Linked DNA regions of Macaca mulatta: region 2 is linked to region 1. A link is a contact called in public Hi-C data. All regions are on one chromosome and are shown on one strand. Each heading gives the region's core, a stretch centred on a gene start, on an enhancer-like site or on the middle of the called end of the contact. The rest is flanking DNA. Distances are from core to core; before and after follow the strand shown. Region 1 holds the start of CHMP6 (charged multivesicular body protein 6). Region 2 overlaps BAIAP2 (BAR/IMD domain containing adaptor protein 2).

Evidence for each region. Hi-C and Micro-C count contacts between places; a contact is called where the count stands out from the background.
Region 2: a contact with region 1 is called in a Hi-C map of fetal cortical plate, with 3 times the contacts expected there. The contact joins the enhancer-like site here to the promoter of CHMP6 in region 1. A contact is called at or near these places in 4 of 14 Hi-C or Micro-C datasets (CD4 T cells, fetal cortex germinal zone, fetal cortical plate and 1 more).

What each region holds. Positions count from the first base shown.
Region 1 is chr16:90,682,688-90,685,595 of T2T-MMU8v2.0, forward strand. CHMP6 (charged multivesicular body protein 6) reads left to right here and starts at 1,361. Exons shown (of 9, transcript XM_077973373.1): 1 at 1,361-1,398; 2 at 1,429-1,528. The coding sequence starts at 1,466. LOC144336072 (a long non-coding RNA gene) reads right to left here and starts at 2,601. Exons shown (of 3, transcript XR_013407494.1): 1 at 2,460-2,601; 2 at 841-920.
Region 2 is chr16:90,783,444-90,786,143 of T2T-MMU8v2.0, forward strand. The region is part of intron 8 of BAIAP2 (BAR/IMD domain containing adaptor protein 2); the gene reads left to right. Among named protein-coding and RNA genes, the nearest start is that of MIR338, 31 kb to the right of the region's middle. Within about 2 kb of position 1,423, at least 25 of the 40 cell types and tissues checked have an H3K27ac peak or open chromatin away from gene starts, as enhancers often do. A contact at or near this core is called in CD4 T cells, fetal cortex germinal zone and fetal cortical plate, where this site is marked.

The DNA.
Region 1 (2,908 bases), core at 111-2,610:
TCCCTAGCCAGGGACCACGCCTTCTCTACCTAGCTCTTCCCCATACATGAGGAGCAGGGAGTAGCAAGTCTTTTTTTTATCCCAATGTCCCCATGGACACCAAGGAAAAAGGACTGCAGATGTCTTAGTGAGACAAATCAGAGGGTGGGAGATGAACCCCACAAAAATTCAGGGGCCCCCTCACCTTCTGGAGTCCAAAGGTTTGGAACAGGTGATAATTATTCTCCTTTTGATGTTATTTGTTATATTTTTTGTAGGGATGGGGTCTTGCTATGTTGCCGGGCTGGTCTTGAACTCCTGGCCTCAAGCCATCCTCGGCTGAGTGCTTTTCTATGACACTTAGTGAACGCTGGGGAACCACAGCCAGGATACTCAGGCGGGAACCAGGGGCTGGAAGCGGGTAGCTTCTCCCTTTTATTCCTTATCCCCCTTCACATGTTTCTTAGCCACCCAGGGAAGAATGCTTCTGTCGGGGACGCAGCCATGATTCCTTGGAAGGAGAAGTTGAGCCTGGCCATGCTGGGCTCCTCCTGGCACTGATCCACAGACAGGGAGCAGCGCAGTAGAAGAGGGGAGATCCCAGGGCTGAAAGGCTGGGTGAAGGGGCGCTGCTGGGTGCATTTCAGGGAACACTTTAAAGTGCCAAACGGCCAGGCGTGGTGGCTCACGCCGGTAATCCGAGCACTTTGGGAGGCCGAGGTGGATGGATCACAAGGTCAGGAGTTCAAGACCAGCCTGGCCAATATGGTGAAACCCTGTCTCTACTAACAAAAATTAGCCAGGCGTGGTGGCAGGCATCTGTGGTCCCAGCTACTCAGGAGACTGAGGAAGCAAAATCACCTGAAGCTGGGAGGCAGAGGTTGTAGTGAGCCGAGATCGTGCCCCTGCACTCCACCCTGGGCGACAGAGCAGGACTCCATCTTGAAAAAAAAGTAAAAAATAAAAAGAAAGTGCAAAATGTTAGCTATCACATCACTAAATGCAGCATTTTGTGTTCAGAACCAGTGGGGGCAGTCATTCCTGCACAAGATTCCTGAAAGCCTGAGGAGGCTGAATTATGTTAATCTAAAAGGATTCCATCTAATTAGGAGATAAGAAATTTTCCCCTTCACCTGCACCAGAAGGGTGCACGGAAACACGTCATTTAGAACATCCCGGGCCCTAACATCCAGGTATCCGTGCCACTTCTCTGTACGGGTCCAAGGAGGCCGCGGTGTTCGCGGCGGTCGCCAAGACCGGCGGTCTGTGGTTTCGAACCCGCGGCAACGGCGCGCGGCCGGGGGAGGTGCTCGGACTTCGCGTTCCGCGGCGCCTGGCCCGGCGCGGCCGCCGTAGCGGGAGGATCCGAGCTACGGTGGCCGTGAGGCGGCGGTAGCGATTGGACTCGGTGGGGCCGGAGCCGGGGCCGGAGCCGGGGCCGGGGCCGGGGCCGGGGCCGGGGCCGGGGCCGGGGGCGGGCGCCGCCATGGGCAACCTGTTCGGCCGCAAGAAGCAGAGCCGTGTCACGGAGCAGGACAAGGCCATCCTGGTGAGGACCCGGGCCCGGGGCCAGGGCCGGGGCGGGCGGCGGGGCCGGAAGAGCCCCGCGCCCTCGGCCCCCCGCGTTCGGGTGGGGAAACTGAGGCGCGGCGCGCAGCCGGGCCACTCGGCCTCTCCGCCCTGCGTCCTCCTCGCCCGCGGGGCCTCGGGCCGGGGTCTCCTGCGCGGCGCCGTGGCTGCCGACTTCCCCCGGGCCCGCGCGTCCGCCTCTGCGAGCCCCGCCGGGGTGGGCGCGGCCGGTGACTGCGGGATTCGACGCCGGCGTTCGGGGCTTGGCCACAGCCTGGCGGCCTGGCCGTGGGGTCCGCGCGGCGCTGGGCTTTCCCTGGCTCTGGGCCCGCAGGAGCAGGTCCCGGCCCCGGGGGTCCCGGCTCTCCCGGAGTCGCTGCCCCCGCCCACGTCCCTCGGCTCATTTGCCCCCTGGTGCCCTGGGCCGGAGCCCCCTCGGTGCTCCCGGCTTCGCGAGGCCGTGCGGGGCCATCCCCTCTCCCTCGCCCCATCCAGGCCAGGACTGGAAGGAAGTCTGCCCTGGTCCGAGGAGCGGCCGCCAGGTGCGCCGAACGCCTGCCGGGGTCCTGCCGGGTTTCCGCAGCGCCTGGGTGCAGGACCACCGTGTTACCGTGTTTGGCGCGTTTGTTTGCGGCGACTCCAGACTGACTCCCCGGGGCACAGCCGGGCCGGTGGTGGTGCCTGTTCCCATGTGAAAGTTAGCTTCTGTAGGATAAGGAATCGCTTGGCATGTCAGGGACACGGCAGGTTAAGAATAGTCCATTTTTGTAACGGGATAAACGTGAAATGAAAGACACCCCGAAATGGGAGCAGGGCTAGCTTTTTCGGATGCTTTCTTTTCTAAATTTTGTGCAACAGAAATAATTTTATACTAAAAGAGAAGTGAATGCAAATGAAAAAGGGGATCTTACCTTGGCATCTGAGTCCATAAGCTATGAAAAGAAACAACGGGCACGTTTGTCCCTGGAGAAGATGGGCACAGCACTGGGCACCGTCCCGAGCTGCCTGTAAGACAGCTGGGCCCAGCCTCCATCGTCCGCCCTCCACCTACCCTGGCAGCCCCAGGGCACTCCCTCCCCTCCCTTTAAGGACTCAGTTCCGGTTTCTCTTCAAGCACTTGCCAAGCACTTGCCAAGCACTTGCCAGGGGCCACTGTGGGCTCTTGGCTGTGCAGACCCGTGTTCCCGGCTGCCGTAGGTCTCCCCAGGATTTTGGGTGCTTGGGAACAGCATCCTTAGCACACAGTAGCACAAATGATTGCTTTTTTTTTTTTCTGTTTTCCTAGGATAACAGGTGTTCCCCATGCAGCCTGTGACCCTCCACTGAGACCTCGTTTTACAGGGGGCAACCTGGCCACACC
Region 2 (2,700 bases), core at 173-2,672, 100 kb after region 1:
CCAGTGGGGGGCATTGGTGCCCCCAGGATCCTCCTCCGGTGCCCCGTCTCTGGGTGTGCCAGGCCATAGCCTGGATTGAGGTCTGAGAAAGGGGAGAGATGCGTGCTATTTAAAGGGGTGTATAATTAACACAGCAGAGACAAAGCACCCTCGTTCAGATCTTCAGAGACGATAATAGCAGGGCCAGCGATCGCCAGCGTGGAGTCTGGCGATGTGCAGGGGGGTGAAGCCCGTCCTCGTTTTAGCAAAGCTCTTCAGAGCTAAAGGCTGTTTGTGGCCAGGCCCCCCGTGAGGACAGCCGTGTAGCCGTGTTTCTCTGGAGTAACATCACTGAGGGGCCTTACCAGGAAAAGTGGGCGTGAGGAGCCAGCAGCCATGGAGCCCTCTCAGGGCTTCTACACCCGCAGCTGACGCGGAGACCCTCAGTGTCCCCGGGGCCAGGGCAGCCAGGGGTCGAGCAGTCCGCTTCCCCAAGCCTCAGGGCTGGGCCACTCGGGCATCTTAGCCCCCACTTCTCCTGCATCTTGCCACCCTTTGCTGGGTCTTGGGGACAGCTTGGTCTGTGGTCCTCCAGCCCGTTTGTGTGTCCAGCCCACCCGTGTGGACATCAGCAGCCTGCTCTCTCCTGTGCCCATGGGCATGTGCTCACCAGACTGTCCATCCCAATAGCAAGCTATGGGTCTGTTGGGACCTGTTGTTCCTGGGCACCCTTTGCCAATCTGCTGAAAGCTCTGGGCCTTTTTCCCAGGAAAATGGGGACCCTCAGGGCTCATGGATCCCTGATCCTGTCAAAGAGCTCCCTTCCTGAGGATCTTCCTGTAATGCCTTCCCCGGGGAGTGGAATAACCAGCTTTTCCACCTGCCACCAGGGCCGGAGGGTGCGGCTCACCCTCTGCTCAGCCCAGCCCGGGCCTTGCTCAGAGCACATGTGTTCAACGTGAGATTTGAGGGCCCTCCCGTCTCCTGAACCACCTGCCATGGCTGCCCTCCCTCCTCTGTCTGGGTACTGTGCCTGTCAGCCCGGGAGGCCTGGTCAGCGGGTTTTGAAGCAGCCACTGGCTGCAGCCAGCAGGTGGCCAGTGACCACGTGCTACTTGAGGCAGCTGATTCTCACCCCACACACCACAGCTGACCGGTCTGCTGCCGCATCCTTTCGAGTAAGTGTTGCCCATGGTGACAGCTGAAGGCCAAGAATTACGTTCTCATTCATACGCTACAGGGGACCTGGGGGGCCGCATGCGATTTTTAAGGAACGTGGGAAAGCTGCAGCAGCCGTGGCGGGTGAGGTAAACCAAAGCCGCCTTGGTTTTTTCCGGAACGCCCCTCCCCCACTCTGAGTCACCGCATGCTGTGGAGAGATGAGATGTGTTCTGATCACTTTTGTCTTCTCTGATCACGGGGCCGTTCAGCCCAGGGTGACTAAGTGGGAGCGTTCTGTGGGTCTTAAATGCTTTCAGCTGGGTGTTTCCATAGTGCTGTTGCCATGGCACCCAGCTAAGCACGCAGCTGGTGGCTCAGCGGCGGGCAGGGGCTGAAGGGGGCCGGCCACTGGGACCGCCTGTCCATGGGGCAGGCTCAGGGCCGTTGTAAATGGCCGGCCGCCAGGTTGGAGGTGCAGACCAGGCCGTGCTCTGTCCTCTGCACTTTCCACCCAGCTCGGACGTGCCCCATGCAGGGCATCCCCGTCCAGCAGCAGGTCAGAATTGGTCGGGCCCTGCAGCGCTGACCGCCACCTCCCCTCCTCCCCTCCTCCCCTCCTCCCCTCCTCCCCTCCTCCCCTCCTCCCCTCCTCCCCTCCTCCCCTCTTCTCCTCCCCTCCTCCCCTCCTCCCCTCCTCCCCTCCTCCCCTCCTCCCCTCCCCATCCCCGCACCGGCCCCTTGTGTGGTGAAGCTTCTGCCTGGCCTAGATTTCCAGGATCTGCCCTGCACAGTCGTGGTCTCTATGAGGAGTTAGTGTTCTGGAAAAGGAGGTGAGGAGAGGCGGCTGTCATTCCTAGACAGAGTGGCAGCCGCGTGTCACGCACTAACTCAGGCTCCGCCATGGCCGGATGCTCATATGGGGGCTCTGAGGCAGGAGGTGTCGGCTCCCTCCGTCCCCCGGGGGCTGGCCATCCCTGCTTACAGCTCTGGGAACATCTCTCTTCTCTGTCCCCAGGGTTTGGAGGGGCCCCGCTGGAGCACCATGCAGCCGTACTTTGTCTCTCCCCCAACTTCCCCTGGGTTTCTGTTGAAATCTGTGTGCCACTCCCAGCCATTTACGGGGCTCCTTTGAGTAAGTGGAAGCCTTAAAAATAAAACACCAACTCCCTACCCAGCCAGGGAGGCTGCCAGACCCTGCTAATGAGGCCAGTACCCCTCGCTGTACTCTCCCCCGGGGGACCGAGCACGAGCGTGAGAAAGTACTGTAGCCTAAAAACCCAGAAACCGCCTGTAGGGTGGGCAGCCGTACCGGCTCCAGGGGCCTTGGTTTGGAAGGTGACGTTCTCAGGGTGAGGAGACCCTAGGGGCCCTGCGGCCTAGTTTATGCTGCTGTCCTGGGGTGACCGCTTCAAGCAGCACCTTCACTTCCCCCGAGTCCCGTTTGGACGGCAACCTGCGTGGAGGCCGTGGCTCTGGGCAGACCCCCTGGCCTGCCTTTTCTCAGTGCCTCAGTTTCTTTTGCCAGGCGTCGGATCTCCTGCTGAGCGCTCTCTGGCCCTG